Regions from separate parts of the Cydia pomonella genome. Here region 2 is linked to region 1. Evidence: chromatin contacts called from public Hi-C data. All regions are on one chromosome and are shown on one strand. The core of a region is the stretch at or near the end of the contact, and the rest is flanking DNA. Distances in the headings are between cores, read along the strand shown.

What was found. A called contact is a pair of places that touch in the nucleus more often than the background predicts.
Region 2: a contact with region 1 is called in a Hi-C map of whole body, with 2.7 times the contacts expected there. The contact joins the promoter of LOC133530216 here to the promoter of LOC133530211 in region 1. A contact is called at or near these places in 2 of 2 Hi-C or Micro-C datasets (both in whole body).

The regions. Positions count from the first base shown.
Region 1 is chr22:5,232,262-5,237,417 of ilCydPomo1, reverse strand. LOC133530211 (coiled-coil domain-containing protein 102A-like) reads right to left here and starts at 2,644. Exons shown (of 3, transcript XM_061868076.1): 1 at 2,280-2,644. LOC133530215 (acrosin-like) reads left to right here. Exons shown (of 4, transcript XM_061868081.1): 4 at 2,728-2,873. The coding sequence ends at 2,824.
Region 2 is chr22:5,440,124-5,445,279 of ilCydPomo1, reverse strand. It overlaps LOC133530216 (cytochrome c oxidase subunit 6C-like), which reads right to left and starts at 2,762. Exons shown (of 3, transcript XM_061868083.1): 1 at 2,581-2,762; 2 at 1,270-1,442. The coding sequence starts at 1,442. It overlaps LOC133530213 (NF-kappa-B inhibitor-interacting Ras-like protein), which reads left to right and starts at 4,545. Exons shown (of 3, transcript XM_061868079.1): 1 at 4,545-4,988. The coding sequence starts at 4,766.

The sequences.
Region 1 (5,156 bases), core at 1,395-3,894:
ACCGCTTAAAAAACCAAATTAAAAATAATGTTCACTAATACATAGTAGATTGTACAGTCGCCATCAGATATATCGGAGCAGCTAAGGCGCTCACAAATATCTGGACACGCACTCTAACATCTAGACAATATAACATAAAGTGATCCATTTTTACCCGATGTATAGTCGTGGATAAAAATCGACATTTATGCCCGAGTTATATGTACTATCTAAAATCTATGCTAACAAGCCAGGGCCGGATTTAGGGGAGGGAAACCGGGGCTACAGCCCCGGGGCCTCCACAAAAGAGGGGCCCCCACAATAGAGACTTCAGAAAAAATACCATTTTATTTGGAAAATAATTTGGGGCCAGGGGGCCTCCACTCCTATATTTCCCGAGGCCTCCAGACCTCTAAATCCGGCATTTAACAAGCTGATGAAATTTAAACAGTTAAAACCGACCATCAGACACCATTTACTAGGATAACACTGAAAATGTCCGAAAATATGCTGAAAATTGCCATGATAAGGGCTCCCATATGCCTGCTGCCAGTGGTGGACACATTTGTCAAACATTATGTTCCGCATGTATTTGCCAACCCTGAATAATATACTTTTAAAACTGTACTTAATAATCTTTGCACTTAATATAGTTAAAATTTAAAATCAAAATGAATACTTCTTATTTGCCCATCCTGTATTTATGAGCCAGGTTTATGACTATCCATACAAAATATTTATATGAAAAGTGTTTCACACCTACCAAAAAATGCTTTATTTACATAATAGATATCTTCTTCTTCAGTTGGTCCCTAAATGCTGAGGATCGTGACATCATGTCCATCTGTAGAAGACCAGATTCCTCCATAGGCTTCTATTCCTCGCCAAGCGCATGGCCTTGTGCAGTTTTAATTGCATAGGTACAGTGATTTGAGCACACCATCTACTAGGGGGAGGGCCCTGAGGTCTGATGCCTTCAAAAGCCGGTGCCAACACCACATTTCAAACATGTTGATATGCTTGATCAAATCTGCTCGTTTAGTCCATATCTCACAACCATAGAGAAAGATTGGTAACACCAGAGAATGCACAAGTCTAACCACAAGCATAATAGATATGTACAGATGTATGTCCTCAACTTTAAGATTTTTTCACATAACAAAGTTGGCAACTACCCTACCCTACCCACCTACCCTACGCACCTACCCTATATCGTCGTCCAAGTACCCATAACACAAGCCTTATTGAGCTTACTGTAGCACTTAGTCAAAATGACTCAAAATATATAGAAACATCCATAAATTGTTTCAAATACAACTCCACCTTCATAGGTTGGTTCTCAACCTAAGCTGTTACTTTAGGAGTTATTGTAGTTCTTAAATAAGTCACTTAACATCTATTGGACCTTTCCCAAAATGCCGTTGGATTTATCCGAATTTGAAGTTAGGTGACTCAGATGTAATATCTACAATATATTAAATAAATTTGATGAATGTAATTAACAACTGATAATGCAGCCCTTAGGCCATGCATTCCTGCCGCCTGGCTAGTGGGTGGGTAGCATCCTTATTATTCCATAGATATATTGCTAGATAACAGTAGATAGACCAGATATATTTTCTATTAATAAGCTTCTGACTGATGGTGGTGAACTGATGACCGAAGAGCTAGCGGCTTCCTCGCACAATGTATTGGCTTTGCGATACAAAGAGGAAATGCCACCAGTATCCTATTTTAAATTTAAGCTAGTTATTACATCTGTACATATCTATTATGTAAATAAAGCATTTTTTGGTAGGTGTGAAACACCTTTTCATATAAATATTGCCCAAATTGTCTTTGTTCATGAAATACAACTCACTGTCCGATTGATAGACGGTGAAGTATGACTAGTTAGACATTTAGGGCACTAGGTGGCGTTACAACAATTACTGTACATTACATTCATTTAAATGTAATAAATTACGGGTAAGGGCTCCTCTCCACGATGGCCCAGCGTAGTCCAATCTAAGGGACGCAGCTATGCGATGAAATGAGATAGCAATATCACTTACTCCCTCTAACGCATAAATGCATCCCTTGGACTGGCCTGCGCTGGGCCATCATGTAGAGGACCCATAAAAGAAAAGGAACTGTCAAGTCAATATAAACTGTTTCAATTGACAGGTTCTCCTTTCTCTTTTGTTATTTTTAACAATCGCTACTACAACAAATAACAAGACAATTTGGACAATTTCTAAAGTAGAACATAAATCGATTGATTCCAAAATTGAGCTTAAAATTATATAAAATATAAATACCTGCACAGTGTGAAACAAGCACCGTTAACGTATTTTCATTGTATTAGCACTTATACACTGCGATAGTAGATAACACTATTTATTTTTGCAATTAAATGTCTAAACTAGGCCTTTTCATACAATCAACCATTTTTATACTTTTAAGGTCCGTACTCATTGGTAAAATACGGCTTTTTTTTGTGGAAGTATTTTATAATAGAAGCTATTAAATTTATATTGAAGGACTTATAAGTCCCTTACTTTTGACCAATTATTAAAACACTGTGTTAACATAGAAAATTAGATAAAATCTGATAAAATGCAAATCGAAATAAATATAGTGTAGTGAGAATAGCCTTTATCATGACGCAGTGACGCATACGTTTCGATCTACGCAGCGAACGTGGTTATTAATCAACATCAACGTCGATAATAATACATTTTAGTAAACGAATGTATTTTGTTTCAGGCTTTCAGATTTTGAAGAATGGGCCGATGAAATGGCAAAAAAGGGTCTGTTTCAATCGGTTCCTAAAGAAGGCTTCCCAAAGAAAGACAAAAAATGATTTGTATTTATTTGTCATTATTAATGTTATATAGATATTGTTTTGTGGCTTTAATCATTTCATTTATTACATAAAGGGCATGCCGAGAAATTACTACCGAGCTCGTTATGCCTCTCTATCACTCTTTGTAACCTCATTAAGGCCAGTCCAGACGGGAGGATCAAATCGACCGATTTGATCAGAAAAGAAATTGGCGCCAGTTTCCAATGATTTAATCACCAATTTTAGATTTATGGTGATAATTAGACTCTCGAAATTTGAATGATTCCCCCAAACGCACATTTTCATTTTATCGGTAATATAGTTCGTAATCGGCGAGTCAACCGAAATAAAAAATTCCAAGTTTCGTTCATCTATTTCCTTTCTTGCATCATAGATTTAGTGTATTTTCTATAGATGAGCTACGCTTGCGGGCCCTGTGAGGGACAGAACATACACAATGCGACAAAATTAAAAATACGTTTTAACATTGCTGACAACATACCAAAAACAAACCTACGTAATTTGGTTGGGTTATTTGTTCCCCACCATAAACTATACTAAATTTTATGGTGGGGAATTCAAAATAAGTTATTGGCAAAAATTTCATGCTTAACGCTGACTGTTCCTTTCTTTCCACAGGCAACTAATACTCATCGAGACAATAGGTTTGTTTCCAATTTTTTGAAACGCTTGTATTACGTTCTATATTAACTAAAAAGTTGCCCTAAAATTCAACTTTTATACTAAAAACGGCTTTAAATATGTTAAATTAACAAAATATATTTTGACAGATGCTTTCGCGCCCAAAACGCTCTTTGAAAATTGTGTGACGTCACAGTTTACGGTTTGACACATAACTACATACACACGTAGAAGATACGAACTGTCAACTGACATTTATCATTTGTTGTTTATCGCCTAACTGTCAACAGTGTCAATCCGAGAGTTGTGACGTCATCAGAATCTTCAATGACGTTTCGAGTTTGGTCACGTGACGTGTGCCAAAAGATATTTAAAATTCAATATTTACAAAAATATGGTCATTACAGGTAGTTTAACATGCTCTTATAATCCAAAAGAATTTATTGGGATACAATTCTGCCCTAAGATTTGTAGATGGAAACAACCCTATTCTAAAAAACCCAAACACAATTAGGTTGCCTTGTTTTATCACAGAGTTCCTATGGCTACCTCCTGTCTCCATCATCAGATCAGCTTGATGATACCATAATATTGCATTGTCACCCGACTTACATATGTATCCAAATTTTCAGCTTCATCGGAAACCGGGAAGTGGGTCAAATTTAACTTGCAAGATTTGTCCGATACATACTAACAGGGCAAGTTAAATAAATAATAAGTTTTTGGCAAAAAAAATCATTTTTGGTACAAGCTTTTATCGCTGACTGTACTTTTCTTTCCACAGGCAACTAATACTCATCGAGCAAATTCTAAAAACCCCAAACACAATTAGGTTGCGTTGTTTTATCACAGAGTTCCTATATCCACCTCTTGTCTCCATCATTAGATCAGCTCGATGGTACCATAATATTGCATTGTCACCCGACTTACGTATGCAAATTTTTAGCTCAATCGGAAACCGAGAAGTGGATCAAATTTAACTTGCAAGATTTGATTACAAACAGACAACGGTCAGGTGAAAGTAAATAAAAGCTTGTAAAAATGTGTGATTGTGACAAGGGCAAAAAATAATACAATAATAATGCTCTCTCTTGAACTATATTATAAAAATATTTATAAACATTGTAGTATGGAGATGAAATGGTAGACCTATACATATATTTACTTTACTCCTAAAAGGTAGAGCTTGGCGATGACCGAACGAGATGTTCTTATGGGACTTTCAGTAGGAGTATTATTATTAAATATAAATAACAATAATAATAATAATTAGTACGAGAAAGTGAGCGTCTGAATGGCGGGTGGACCTTTGTTGTTAAATATCTCGTTTTAGGGAGAGGTACACTGGATTCTATTAAAGGTACACTGAGGTACGCCGAAGGTACAATATGTTTATAAATATTTCGTTAAATTTTGCTGAGGTCCATCCGCCATCCTATTATTATTGTTATTTATATTTAATAATAATACTTCTACTGAAAGTCCCATAAGTACATCTCGTTCGGTCATCTGTAGCTCCTAGTGAGTATTATATTCTTTGATCTGTAGGCTCTTCCATCAAAGAGTAAAGTCTACCATTTCATCTCCATACTTCTTATTGTACCCCTATGTCTTGCATGGATTATTTTGATCGTTTTGAACACTTCCGGCTGCCATGTCATTATGATCAAATATAGTCTGTCAAGCCATTTTGTACAGTAGAAAAAAG
Region 2 (5,156 bases), core at 1,513-4,012, 210 kb before region 1:
GAGCCATCTTATTTGTGGTTTCCAAGTTTTACTAATTTATATTTTTCTTGCTATTACACATTTGCAGGCGTTATAATTTTTCAAGTTATCGATCTCATTGAATAAAAAAAAAGGGCTAAGGTACAATTATTTTTATTACTCCAGGAATTAGTACCTTTAATGTTTAATCTGTTAAGTTCAAATAACTCAGAAAATCTACTAGAAAACTAGAACATAGAACCTTTGAAGTTAGAGTTGGTGAGACTAAGTCACGGCAGCGAGAGATACAGAGTGGAGTACCACAGGGTTCAGTTTTAGGCCCGGTGCTTTACATACTATACACTGTTGACCTTCCCTGTCGCCTCAAATGCAGTATTAGTACTTTTGCGGATGACACCAAGTTATTTGCTAACCCACTCCTAGATTACAGCCAACTACAAAACGATCTAGATGCAATAGTAAGCTGGTCTAAGGAATGGTTAATCAATCTGAATTCTGCCAAATGTACAGTACTTCACATAGGAAATCGGAATCTCTGCCAGATTTACAACTTGGAAGGCACTCCACTAACGGCTGTAAAAGCACAAACTGACCTAGGTGTTAAAATCTCTGAGGACCTAAAGTGGGAAGAGCACATATCTACAATGGTTAAGAAAGCCAGAAGCATGATTTACCTCATTAGAAAAGCTTTCAAGACCTTAACACCGTATATGATGCTAAAAATATACAAAACATATGTCAGACCCGTACTGGAGTATGCTTTTCAAGCCTGGAGTCCTTACTTTGCCAAGGACATTGAGATGCTTGAGAAAGTACAACGCAGTTTCACGAAACTGCCAAGGCAACTTAAAAACAAGCCATATGAAGAGACTAAAGGAACTGAACCTCACTACTCTAAAGCACCGCAGAGAACGTGGCGACCTAATAGAGACGTACAAAATACTATCTGGGCACTATGACCTCAAGGATTTCCAAGAGATGTTCAAGCGCAACAACAACAACCGTCTGAGAGGTCATAAGCAAGTCAAGCACATTATATCTACTACTCAGTCATGATAACTATCTTTATGAATATTGGATACAGGTCATATCAGTTGTCAAACTGCCTGCCTGCTTATTAAATAATAATGATTTTATTAAATAATAATAATAAAATCATGTCCTAAAAAGGCTAGGCGCCAATTCAAAGAATTCTTCCTAAGAAAAATCATTTTTAAGACATGATTTTCGGCGTGTCAGATTCTGTGGGACCCGCCTAATGCTGGGCACCGCCACAGAGGCATTACTCACCTGTAGAACTCGGCGTATTTCCTCTTGCGCTCATTGCCGACCAGCTGCTTGAATGCAACTCCGCTGATAGCGGCCAAGGTGAGGGCAACGGTGAGGTTACGCTTGATAGAGGAGTTCAGGAGGCCCCTCATCACGGGCTTGGAGACGGTGGAGACTGCCTTGTCGCCGGCCATCTGGTGACAAAGGTGTAAATAAGTAACCATGCTAGTATCAAGTGGCTTCAGGACATTTTTTTTGTACTGAATTTGTGGCAAAACGCTGAACTTAAGCAGCCACCGCAACCTATGAGCATAAAACTAGTGTTGAGTCTACAAGTTTATGACATTGACATATATCTAAGGACAGGCCTTACGGGGTCAATGCAGTTAAATAGGTATGTCATGTGCAATAAAACAGAGCATAGCATATGTTATTGTGATAAATTAATAAAATAATATATAGTTATTTTAATGTGTCATTTTTGTTGTTTGTTACTATTTTTTATATTCTGTGCCATAGAAAAGTGTACCTATGTACATATAAACATGTTGCCACGCCCTAGTAGGGTCCATGACTGTACAAGTGTAATACCATGGTTTGCAACAAATAAATGATTATGATTATGACCTAGGGCCCCTAGGACACTTTGTATGATACTTGAAATTTAGGGCTCCATCTTAAAACCTTTGCTAGATTGCCTGGGCCCAGAGGCCTAGTGGGCTTAAGCAGAAATCCAGCCCTAGCTAGAATTAGATTAGATTTAGTTATAGTTTAAGAGGTAGATAAGGTATTAGATTTTCTATTCATTTGAGGTAAATGCAGTGGCGTATTTTAAAGAGTTACCCGGGCCAAGTAGATTCGCCAATGTATCTCATATAAGGAAAAAAACCCTTTTTTGCCACCCCTTGCAGCCTGCCGCCTCGGGCCATGGCCCCTTGGCCCCAGGGTAAATACGCCCCTGAGTAAATGTCTAACAAAAGAAAGTCTGCTTATGCCAACAATTCGTTCTTTTCTTTATTTCATTAACCTCTAACAAGGAAAACAGTGGCCAGTGATGATCTGACAGGTGAACAATTAGCAGTATTTTAAATAGTTACTTACTATGTATAATAAGAATGATTTATTTAAATTTACGATTAACTGGTTGCTTTAATAACTCACACACCCGGAAAATCTTTATCTTTATAGGAACACCTTGTGATTATTGACAACCTTCTTACATAACACTTTGCAACCAAAAAATGCTGCTCTTAACGTTCAATGTGTAATATATATCTACATAAGTTGTTTAGTAAAAGCCTGAAATAAAGCCAATTAATTCAAATTACTTACTTTTGCTAGGTTTTTGTGATATAATTTATTGAACCACACGAAAAGCAAGTGAATTAGAAGTGAGTTCTCTGTTTCGTTTTCTACGCAGATAACGTGTAGTCTACTCTGATTGGTAGATATAACCGTTACATAGGTGTATGAACCAATCACGTTTCAAATCGATATGACGTTTCTCACTTTGTTCTCCTTTACCGCCTTTACCTACATTTTTTTGACAAAGACGACATTCGGAATGCGTTTTGTTTAATTGCGTTATATTTTAAGTGTTATAAGTTAAGGAACCGTAGTGAAAAAAGTAAACCAAGTTTTTATTTCAAAAGTTATATTTTGAAGGGCTTTTCTCCTCGTTCGTCTATGTTTGGGACGATATAATATAGTTTGGCATCATTATAAAAAAGCGCAAAATTTAAATAAAGTATATAAGTAGGGCACCTTCAGCATTCTTCAATTTGCAACCTTTAAGACGATTTAATTCTTCCGGCAGATTATTTCTTCACCTCAATTTGTAAGCAATGAATTACTGTTTACACAATTTTCACGATAAAATTTTATGAACTAACACAACTATAAATAACAGTAGCTAACGTCAGCATCCTGCTCTTGGAAATATGAGGCAGGCACATGGGTCTGTGGCGATGCACTGCGCCGGGCAGATGCAATTGCATGGCTTACAATCACCATAACTACATGAATCCAGAACTTGCGAGCAGTCCTCTCCTGGTGGAAGAAACGAGGAACGGTATACTGTTGTTGAGTCGATCTTCTGGCAGGGTTTCTGGTATTGGCCTTTGCAAGCCCAAGGCGGACGCTGCGGTGACGGAGCGCATACAGGCTGATATGACAATTTCTGTGTAGTTGAGCTCTCCATTTTAGCCGTTGGTCGCTCATAACACTTGACAGGTGCGAATGATGGTGATGGTGGCGCAGGACCTGGATTTAAATAAGATAAGCGGTTCACTGTGCGGTTTTCAAACGGTGATTCAACTGAGTGGAACTTAGGAGGTGGTTTGCAGGATTCTCTCATAATGGCCGGCTTGGGGACATAGTCGTGACGTTGCGTGGTGACCGCTTGCATAGGCCCCTGCCCCCACATGTCGTGGTGACATGGCCGAATCGGCTGCGTTGTACAAACTGCATTAGGAAGAAATGAAAGTTTCTGAACTGTGCTGCCTTCCATTGGCTCGCAGCTTGGGACTAGACTAGGTGCTGGTTTTCTAGGCATTCCACGTAAGTTTGAAGAATCTGCTGTGGGTAAATACGATAGATTATACGTGGTGGATGCTTCTACAGGAGCAGTGGGTTTTACGTAGCAGCGCCGTGGAGCGAACGAGTCTGGTATACGAGGTTGCTTATAGCACGGACTGACGACTTTACCGCAAGAGCGGCAAGCCTCACAAGGAACACACTCGGACATGATTTAGATATGTTAAAAATAAATGTAAACCAAAAAACAGCTGTAAACTACATTAAATTTAAAAATAAACTGAAAATATTATCGAGACATTTCAATCAAATGGGCCGGAAACATAATAATGGTTATTATTGGTTATAGAGTTACTCTATGGGTTTAAAAAAGTTCTCAAGGCCATGTAGGAGTGGCCAGACGTTGACCAACCAATTAACCAAGTTTCCGGCGGTCGAAGGTCAATTTGAACTTGGTCGGAAAGCAATGAAATTAGATGACAAACACCACAGAGTAGTATTATATATACTGAATCGGAACCAGCTAGGTCATCTCGGTCGGGCCGGACGCTTTTTGGCGGTCGTTTTCCCTTAACTTGCACGGGAATTGACTGAATGATGTTTAAAACGTCATCGATGAAAAGGTCTAGAGACCCTTAACATATTTGAGACACACACATAAACTGCACCATAGATCATACACTACTTTTCTAGTGTTTTTAAAAGAATGCTGATAAAAAAACTTCTGTCAAACAAAGAGTCCAAAGACGTCAAAGCTCAGTCGTCATTTAGCAGTGTTTATTTATTTATTTAGCCAAAATTTAAATATAAGCAAGTTCTGGGCCGATTAGTTTATTCCATAAATCGATGCTCATTATAATTCTACTTTTATCTTCAATTACCGAAACCTTTACGTGTTTCTGAAAAATGTGAAAAGTGAAAGTATTACGTGGATCAGTAACAGGCAATTTTTCTTTAATGTTTCCATAATTTTACTCGTAAAATGGGTAAAACTAGTAAAGTAGTTATCTGTGGGATGAAAGGCGTTGGTAAAACTGCCGTTCTCGAGCAGTTGATATACGGAAATGTGAATTTAAAAACATATCTCTATCCGACTATAGAGGACATTTATGTAGCGAATATAGAGACAGACCGCGGTACGAAGGAGCGTGTGTGTTTCTACGATACTGCGGGGCTCGAGCCACCGATCACAGGCGAGTTTAAAGGTTTTTACACGTTTTTATTTGGTATCTAAAAAGTTCTAATTTTTTTTTTTTATTATTATTAAAGCTTTATTTGTTCTGCAGTCAGGTTGTTATTTTTATTTTTTAATTCTTTATCTTTGTTTTGGGGCTGACTGCAGATCCCTCTGCTGCTGCGATATCTGCTGGGTG